Linked DNA regions of Ovis aries: region 1 is linked to region 2. Evidence: chromatin contacts called from public Hi-C data. All regions are on one chromosome and are shown on one strand. The core of a region is the stretch at or near the end of the contact, and the rest is flanking DNA. Distances in the headings are between cores, read along the strand shown.

What was found. A called contact is a pair of places that touch in the nucleus more often than the background predicts.
Region 1: a Hi-C map of skin fibroblasts shows a contact between it and region 2, with 2.0 times the contacts expected there. The contact joins the enhancer-like site here to the promoter of ZFHX3 in region 2. A contact is called at or near these places in 4 of 16 Hi-C or Micro-C datasets (hypothalamus, omental adipose tissue, skin fibroblasts and 1 more).

Annotation. Positions count from the first base shown.
Region 1 is chr14:37,866,113-37,870,972 of ARS-UI_Ramb_v3.0, forward strand. All of the region lies in intron 3 of ZFHX3 (zinc finger homeobox 3), which reads left to right. Among named protein-coding and RNA genes, the nearest start is that of PMFBP1, 190 kb to the right of the region's middle. Within about 2 kb of position 1,804, at least 13 of the 54 cell types and tissues checked have an H3K27ac peak or open chromatin away from gene starts, as enhancers often do. A contact at or near this core is called in hypothalamus, where this site is marked.
Region 2 is chr14:37,669,325-37,673,599 of ARS-UI_Ramb_v3.0, forward strand. ZFHX3 (zinc finger homeobox 3) reads left to right here and starts at 1,689. Exons shown (of 9, transcript XM_060398456.1): 1 at 1,689-1,843. LOC132657746 (a long non-coding RNA gene) reads right to left here and starts at 936. Exons shown (of 3, transcript XR_009596313.1): 1 at 1-936.

The sequences.
Region 1 (4,860 bases), core at 554-3,053, 200 kb after region 2:
TTTCTTTATCTGTTTATCTGTTGATGGACATCTAGGTTGCGTCCACGTCCTAGCTGTCATAGTGCTGCAGTGAACACTGGTTACCTAGGTTATTTACTTTTTACCTTTCTCATTGGGTACTAAGTCCTCCTCTTCACTCTTCCTCCTCTCTGTGTTTAAAGATGTTGCTCCCTAAGTGAGGAATCATTTGATTTTTCTTCCTAATCATCAGACCATCTAATCTTTAATATTGTACTGCTTTTTGACTACTTTTCATTCACACCTTTGACTGGTTTTTACTACTTTATACTTACAGAATGAAGCAAACATTTTTTTCTTGGTGAGAGTTCCTTTCCTTATTGGCTCTGCATAGGATCCGTAATTCACCTAAAAAAAAATTATCCACGTCTGAACGTTTGGGTAGGAGTCTAACTTAAACATTTCCCCTTCTGGTACTTTCTCCAGTTGCAGTGTGCACACAGAAGAGCTTAAACCTCCAGAATCGTTTCTTTAAAATGTGACTGTGGGCTGCAGACTCTGTCCCGACTGCCCAGAGACTGTCTGTCACAGAGTCGTGCTTTCTGTCTGGGCCCTTGCTGACGTTCTCATGGCATGGCAGCATTTGAATTCTCTTTGAATTCGTGGTTTAGTTGCTTACAAATGTCCCCACCATTAAAGGGAATGGGATGAGTCTAGAATTTAAGTTCTTTGTTTGCCTTAATGACCATAACTGTGTGTCTTTGTGCCTTGAGATATATTGCTGTATAAACTTGGGGGTGTTCTTGGGTGCCTTGCTTTTTAAAGGATACCAGCCTGTTCTTAGGTCTAAGAAACATCTAATGGGAAGTAAAGCTGAATAGATGCTTACAGGGTCCTAAGGCTGAGACTAAAATACAATTAGTACCTCTGGCAGATTCCTGGTTGGGTTGCTGTAGCTAAAATCACTGTGAGAAGGCAGGGGTGTGTGTGTGTGGGGCGGGGGGTGGGTGGTTGTCAAACCCTAGAAAAGGACCATTTCATTGTATAGGATCCAGATTTTTAAAATATGGAGTCTTTGTATTCAGCCATTGGCATACCTTTGGAAGTTTCTCAAAAGGAGGAAGAAGATCAAGAATTTTCTTTTTCACTTTGGACACAAAAGAACTGTACAAGGTGCATGTCAAAAATGCATGATGATGCATTAATCCTAGTGTGGCTGGCTAATACAGTGTTTACAAATTTTGCTTGTATGTTCATGAGTTAGATTTGTCTGCAGTTTTCCCCCATAATGCCTTTGTCAAGTTTCGTCATAAACGTTATGCTGGCATAATAAAATAGCAAGCTTTAAAAAAAAAATGACCACAATTTAGCAGTTCCATCTGCTTTTTCTCCCGTTAATGCAGGAAAGCTCTTGAACATAAATCTCTGGGTTTTCCCTTCACCTCGCTTCCCGCTTCACTTTGCAGTTTCCTAGGAGATGTTAACTCAAACACGTTGCTTCTGTCACCCAGTTGTCTCAGACTGAAGTGCGTTTGGGGGCTTGATGGTTTTGGGGGGCCGGCCCAGGTTTGGACTCTCCACGTGGAGGCACACCACTCGATATCTCGAGCGTGACTGTAAGTGCTCACAGCAGAGACAGGCTCTTCACCGCTTGCACCAGGCCGTGAGCCTGCGGTAGGCATCCGGGGATCCCCAGCGTGAAAGGAGGGCTGAAGCTGTCCTGAGCCATCACTGGCTTCATCCGCGTTTCTAAGGCTGCATTCTGGGACATGCCAGGCCATTACATACACAGTGACCTTTGCACAGCTTGGGTCTGACCAAAAGAGGGCAGGGCGAGCCAGTGCTTTTCTGGACACAGCATTGTCTGAAGTTGGCCTGATGTCTGTTTCCCAGATTTGGTTTGGAAAGTGTAAGCCTTTGTTTGTGCTTTGTTTTTATGAATCAGCTGGTTTTCCCAGCTGTGCATATAAGTGGCTTATGATCATGCAAAATGAAGCTCATTGACAGTCAGCCCCTCACACCGCCCTCCACAGACAAGCATAGACTAATATTTCTGTGTACGCCCTGTGCTTCACAGGGCAGAACTCTTTCCTTACTAGGCTGAGCCCCTTCGGATGGCATGGACATCAGAGTGAAGCCACAAAGGGGCTGGAGACTCAGGTCCTTCATTTGTGTGTCCTGTGGCTCCAGCCCCTGGCGTCACTGTTTCTTCTTTTTCGGTCGACTGCTGTTTGTTTTGGGGCCAGAAACAAACGTTCCCCTGTGCTGCGTTTGGTTTGCTTTGCCGCGTGCCCAGGCCCCCATATTCCCTCTTTTCCTTCAGCATTGTCCAGTCCTGTCTTCCCCCACCGGAAGGCCTCTGGTCTGCATGGTCACCCCTCACCCGCTTCCTTCATTCCCGTACAGATTGCGTCCATCAGCGATGGCATTCCCGTCATGGGAGCCCTCCCACAAGGTTCACTCCTACCCATTAGGTTCTAATCACCATCATCTAATATCACTTCTGGTACATCCTGTTCATTTCCCATACACCTTCATTTGTATATGGATACTTAAGTACATTTATAGGCCTGCCTTGATTTTTTTTAATCTATATAATTCCAACATTTTTTTCGTGTAAAAATAAATAAAGTAGGAAGCACATCATATATATGTACATACATTTTTTTTTTTTACAGTAAACATAAGATCTCTCTCTGACAAGCCTAGTCAGTTTTGACTCAGAAGGTGATACCAGCCTTCTTTAATGGAAACTGTTCATTTTTTCTTTTTTTTTATTTACATGCTTTCTATCACTCATGTGTGTTTATCCATCTTGTCTTCACCCTCCAACCATGGGAGCCTGGCAGTGTTTACTTCAAACAGGGTGTTATTGAAAGACAGATGCTTGAAGGGACTGCTCAGGCCTCACACCTGGAATGCTAAAAAGCTTTCAGGCAGATCAGCTGGGTTGAAAAACGTCCCTTTCCATGGGGGAGGGGAATGGGTGAGGGGGATACCCCACCTGAGAGCTTCCCTTCCGCAGCCTCGTGGTCGTGACCCCCCCCACCCCGCCCCGCTTCTGACTTACATCCGCACCCTCAGAGGATGCTTTCAAATCCACAAAATGGTTTATTCCGAAGAGTGAGCTTGAGGGGCCCTTTTTCCTCCATCAAGACCCTCCTCCCCTCCTGCTCACCCTGGCTTTTCTCACCTTTGCCTATCAAAGATTCTGCCCATAAGATGGGGCCGTTCGTTCACTCTCCATCCTCTTTCTCAGTAGTAGTCCACTGAGTTAGAATCATTCTTCTTCTCCATGACTTTGTTTTTAATGGAAGGAGGGGAAAACCACCCTTCTTGGTTTCAAGGACCTTTCTATTTTGCTTGCCCCCTTCTTTCCAGAACATTCCAGTTTGGTGCGAGGTTAAACTGTGCAAAATACTGTTTGAAAGAAGGGAGAGAAAGAGAAAAAGCGTTGTCAAAATGCATTTGTTAGATCACATTTTAAACGAAGTACAATTGAAGGTAGTTTTTGTCCAACGAAAGGAAAAACCCCTGCAAATGCGCTGAGCTCCCAGAGAGCGCGCCTCCTTTGTCGTCGCCCTGACATTGAAGTGTAATTTTTCATGGTTATTTGGACTGGAAAATGGTGGGGGGGAGGGAAGGGGAGAGATGGGCTTGCGATTATTTCCCATAAATGACAACACAATCACATCACGCTCCGCTACAAACATGCTCGGGGAGTTTGCCTTTTTTACATTTCGTGTGTGGAAGTAGCAGCAGCAACCAGGGCTCTGTAGAAACCCAAGGGGATTAATCCCCCTGAACCTGGTGTTCCTCACAGTTCTGGCATGGAGCTGGGTTTCTGGTTTAGTGCGGGTTCCCCAACCAAGTCAGGGCCAGGTTTGGTATTTTAAAACCCAGAATGCACATCTTTCAGTATTTAAAAAGGAAAAAAAAAAAAAAATCTTCCCAGGAACAGCCACCAGGCGAGTCAGCGACACGTTCGTTCCGGCGCGCTTTGTCACCGCACGCCGCTTTCATCCTTTCTGCGTTTCCGCAGGGGGCAGCCCAGGTGCTTTGGCTGAGAACACAGATAAATGGAGCCGGTTGCAATCCTGGCTCTAGGCGTTTCCTCCCTTTTTCTCCTCTCGTGACCCCCACCCACCCCCTTAATTCCAGTGAGGTTTTGACAAACTGTTCAAATGACCGAATGGCCTGGCCCGGAAGTGGGGAACTGGCAGGACCCTGGCGGGTGACGGTGCTGCGTGTGCAGCCCAGGGCGGGCGGTGTGCTCCAGGCCCAGAGATGCCCCTCGTGTACACGCTCACGATGGATGCAAAGCACGCTGGCGTGGGGCTCCCCCAGGCGAGCCTTCGGGGCCTCACCCTCTCCAGCAGGGGCCATGGCCCCTTCTTGTCCACACTCACGTTGGAGGTGAAGCACGTGGGCGCAGGGCTCCCCCAGGCGAGCCTTTGGGGCCTCACCTTCTCCGGCAGAGGCTGTGCACACAGGCTGCAGCTTCCCAGGCTCCCTCAGGCTGCCCAAGCCCCATTTTTCTTGTTTCTATAAACAGTGGCAAGATCTTCAAATATACAAAAGCATAAATGGTCTCTATTCTCCAATTAGTCATTTTAATAATACCCGGCATTGCCTTCAGTGTTGACTCTTGCAGCCTGGTGCCAAAGCCAGGGGTGGTGGGGCAGGAGCGGGAGAGAGGGGCCTGGCCGAGGGGGCCGCTTGCTTCCTCACCACTGGTGTGCCTGGGTTTAGTGGATTTTCCTGCAGAGCGTCTCCCGGGCCCGTGTTGAGGTTGCTGGGCCTCCACCGCCTTGCAGGCTCAGTCCAGAGACTGGGCCCAGCGGCCCCCAGTATACTTGGTGAATGAACCCAGCAATGAAAAAAGTTCTTGTGGGAAAATGA
Region 2 (4,275 bases), core at 439-2,938:
TTTATCTGAAATCCATCCTCTCATTTCAAGCCCTTTGGCTTCTGAGACTCTGCTCCAAACTCTTGGAGGTAGCTGTAAGACTTTTTTTTTTTTTTTGTATTTAGGGAAAGAGTATGTAATTCCCACCCCCCACACCACCACCACCACACACACACACACACACATACACACCCACACACACACACACACACTCTAGACCTTTCCTTGCTATATAAATATATTGGCTTTCTTTCTTACGAATTTAGTCTGAAATTATTTTTCACTGCCTTTATTACATCCCTGCTTTTGATGGCAAAATAGCTTCCTGTGTTTTGAAAACATCTGCTTTCCAGGTTTTACACGAGAAAATTGATTTTACTTTTCTCTTAAGTCCAGAAAGGTAGAAAGTTGGACTTGTTTCCAAGTCTTTCCTTAAGTTGCCCCCTTTCAGTTCTGATTCACTTTCCCCCTTTTATTTCTTCTAATCATCACTCCTCTTTCCCCTCCTTCTAAAGAACCAGAGAAGATTGATTGCGTCTTATTTCAGAAGACAAAATTAACATATTATATCTTTTTGTCTAGTCTGTGGTACGTGTTAAAGTTTTCTCCATATTTTCTCCATTTGTCCTCTGATGGGGGGGGGGGAGGTAATTTTCCTCCTTTAAAAAAAATATCTCCGATTTGCAATTTAAAGTGGTTTCTATTCTAAGTCTCTGCTCCTTCTCTGTTCTTTCACTTAAATCTTTGCTTTAAGCTGTCCCACTCCATTAATGCCCCCACCCCCTTCCTCTTTGAGGATGCTCTCTTCCTATTTAATTTAAATATTTCTGCGTTTGCCAAAAAATGAAAGAAAGAAAAGGAAAGGGGGAAAGAAAAAACAAGAGCGAAAGAAAAGAGAGAAAAAAAGAAAGGAAAGAAAAAAAAATCTTAGCCAGGTTCCTATTGTTGGTTCTCTGCATTTCACTTCTCGGTGTGTGTGTGTGTGTGTGTGTGTGTGTGTGTGTGTGTGCGCGCGCGCGCGCGCGCGTGTGTCGTGTGTGTGTGTGTGTATGTGTTTTTAATACATGCATAAACTTTTGGTGCCTCTCTCCCTCTTCCTGGGCTCTTCTCCCATCCTCTCTTCCTGCTCTCCTCGCCCTGCTCATCACTTTCCCCTGTTTTTTTTTTTTTTTTCCCTCCCTTCCTCCCCTCTGCCTCCCTCCACCTCCCCCTTTTCTTTTTTGCTGAATCTTATTGATCCAGAAGGTGGCTAATTAGCCCTTCCCGTCGTGCCTGGGTAATGAAGCACATGCGCACTGAATTAATCACAGCCATTTTTTGCAGGAAACTAATTAGCAGAATAAAGATCCAAAGACTTTTTTTTCTTTTCACTCATCAGCTCCCACTTCCAGCGCGTCCCCTCCGACCGCTGCAGCCGCCGCCGCCGCCGCCGCCGCCTCCTCCTCCTCCTCCCGGCCGCAGCCGCCGCCGCCACCGCCTGCTTTGCATCCCAATTACAGCCTAGAGCCGCTGCCGCCGCCGCCGCCGCTTCTCCTCCGTGGCCCCTGCCCGCTCCGGGGGCTGTAAACTCCCCGCCAACCATGCTGCTCGGCGGCAGCGGCGGCGGCGGCTCCGGCTCCCCGGCTGCGGCCGCCTCCCGCCCCGGGCTCCGCCGAGCGCGCTCCAGCTCCGCCGCCGCCGCCGCCGCCGCCGCCAGCAGCGCGTCCTCCGCCGCAGCCGACCCCCGCCAGCCGCCGCTGCTGCCTTGATGGGCTCCGCGGCCCGAGCGCCTCTTTTCGGGATTAAAAGCGCCGCCAGCTCCCGCCGCCGCCGCCGCCGCCGCCAGCAGCGCCGCTGCAGCCGCCGCCGCCGGAGAAGCAACCGCGTAAGTGGCAACTTTTCCCTCTTTTTTTTTTTTTTTTTTTTCCCGCCGCCGCCGCCGCCGCCGCCGCCTGCTCCTCCTCCTCCTCCCGCCGCCACCGCCCGGACGCGGGGCTCCTCGGGGCGCCGGGGCTGCTTTGCATGGGGCTCGTCCTGCCCCCTCCCGGCTCCCGCGCCGGGCCGCCGCCGCCCGCGCTCTCCGCGCCCGCGCCCTGCTCGCTCGCTGCGTCCCGCTCGCCTTCCCCCTGCGCCAAACTTTCTCTTTCTCTTCTTCTTCCTCCTCCTCCCGCCGCCGCCGCCGCCGCGGAGCCCCGGGCCGCCCCCTCCTCCCCGGCCCCGCGCCGCCGCCGCCGGCTGCCGGCGACCCCCCGAGAGGGTGGAGGCGCCCGGGGCGAGGCCCGCGCGGCGACTTTGGAGGCGCCTCCGGGCAGGGCCGGCCGGGGCGCGGGCTGAGGGCGGGAGGGCGGCCGGGGTCCGGGCTCCGAGACAAAGGCGGCGGTCGGCGGGGGGGTGGGGGTTCGCGGTGCCGAGTGCCCCCGCCCCCGCCGCCCCCGGCCCCCAACTTTGCCCCACCCCAGGAGGCGCCGGAGCCCCGGGCTGAGCCGCCGCGCGGGGCGCGCACCCGGCCGGGAGCCGTCGCCGCCGCCGCTGGCCGGCCGGGCGCCTTCCGCGCCAGTGCTCCACTGGCCGGGGACACGGCCGCCAGACCGGAGCCCTGGGGTCCGAGAGAGGGCGAGGGGGCGACGTGGCCGCCCGACCTTCTACCTGCGCGCTCTCCGCCCTGCGCCACTAGCAGCGCCGCGAACGCCCTGAGGGGGCTCTGCCCTGGACACTAGGGGCTCCCGGGGGCTCGGGGCTGCGCCGCTGGCCGGGACCAGACGTCGCCTGGCCGGCCTCTCCTTGCCGAGCTGAGTTGAGACACATCAGAGGATCCCTTCTTGTTTTTTTTTTTTTTTTCAACTCCCTCTTTTCTCTTTCTTTTCTTTTTTTGCTCACGGGAATCTGGGATTGTTTACGTTCCGTTCCCCACTTTTACCCCTCGTCCTGTTTCATTCCTCTTTTCCATGTATTTCCCCCATTAGATGCAAAAAGCACGTTCCTGACTTTTACATTACGCATTTTCATGTACATCTTTTTGCGTATCTGTTGGAGAGTAGAGCTAAGTGTATTTTATGCCGGGTATTTAAATTGTGTATGGAATCTGTAGGCTTTTTGTGGAGCTATTAAAAAATACATTTTACTTTGCAAATTAATCTGTTGCTCAGACTCTGACTTTGGCAATATGTTGTGCAGTTCCTTCGAATGTGGCAAATTCTTTGATTACAAGTGCTTGCAAAAAATCACCCACTCAACTTTTTCCCCCTTGTTGCTTTGAAGCAGGGTAAATATGACAATTTTTATTGGTCTCAATTATTGAAACTTGATCTAAGGACTATATGGAAGAAGCGGGCTGATTGCCTTTTTCTGGCCTCCAGTTCTCGTGACTTTTAAAAGGGGGGTTGTTAAGTACCTTTGAAGAATATGACATACGGTGATCGCTGGGCTGTAATGCAAATTACAGAACATAAATTCACTTTGAAATTAAAAAAAAGAGACTGGAGCCCTTTCAGTGGGGACACTTGAGGATTTATTATGTTTTTTAAAAAATTACTTTTTTTCTCCCTACTTTGGGAGAATGGCTAGTTCCAGACCAACTTATTTGGAGGTCTGTGGAAAGAGGCTTGGGAAATGGGAGAGGGGGAGAAGATTGATCACAATCTGCATAATCGATAGGGCAGCGTGCTGCAATCTTGTACCTACATTTACTGTAAATTTCTACAATATCTGCAGCGTGGGTGCTCTAGTGCCTTGCTTGGCTTCTTAGAGCAGATTTAGAAGCAGTGCAAGCAGAATTTACTGTCAGCTCTCCGGAATAATATAGAGGAAGTCCACTGGATTGTGGCTCATTTTAGAACTCCTTCATTTTTATTTTTTGATGAATCTATTTACATGTGGGGGTTTCCAGTACTGAACCCCCAAAGTGTTGGTATCCTATAGGTTGGGAGTGGAAAGTATTGGGGTGGGGGAGAGGGGATAGGAATTTACTTATTGAATTACCACTTCAGCGGCTCTCTGCTTATCTTATAATGTGAGAGATCTTTAACTAGTGCAAGGAATTTAGAGAGAAGAATCCAAGAGAGAGTATTCCACCAGAGACTGAAGCAGTGTCAAAAGTAAGGATTGCTGTGTGTGTGCATATGAGAGAGAGAGAGAGAACACAGACACTTATCTTACAGTCAGGCTTGAAAGCTTGGTGGTAGGTGAATCCATATTTGGAGATGATTTTGAAATAGTCTAGCAAATGGTGCACGAGCAGGATTTCATGAAAAGTGTACACCGAGTCAGTTTTGAAAGGATTGTGGTTTGGGGAGATGAGGTGTGGGCAGGAAAACCCAC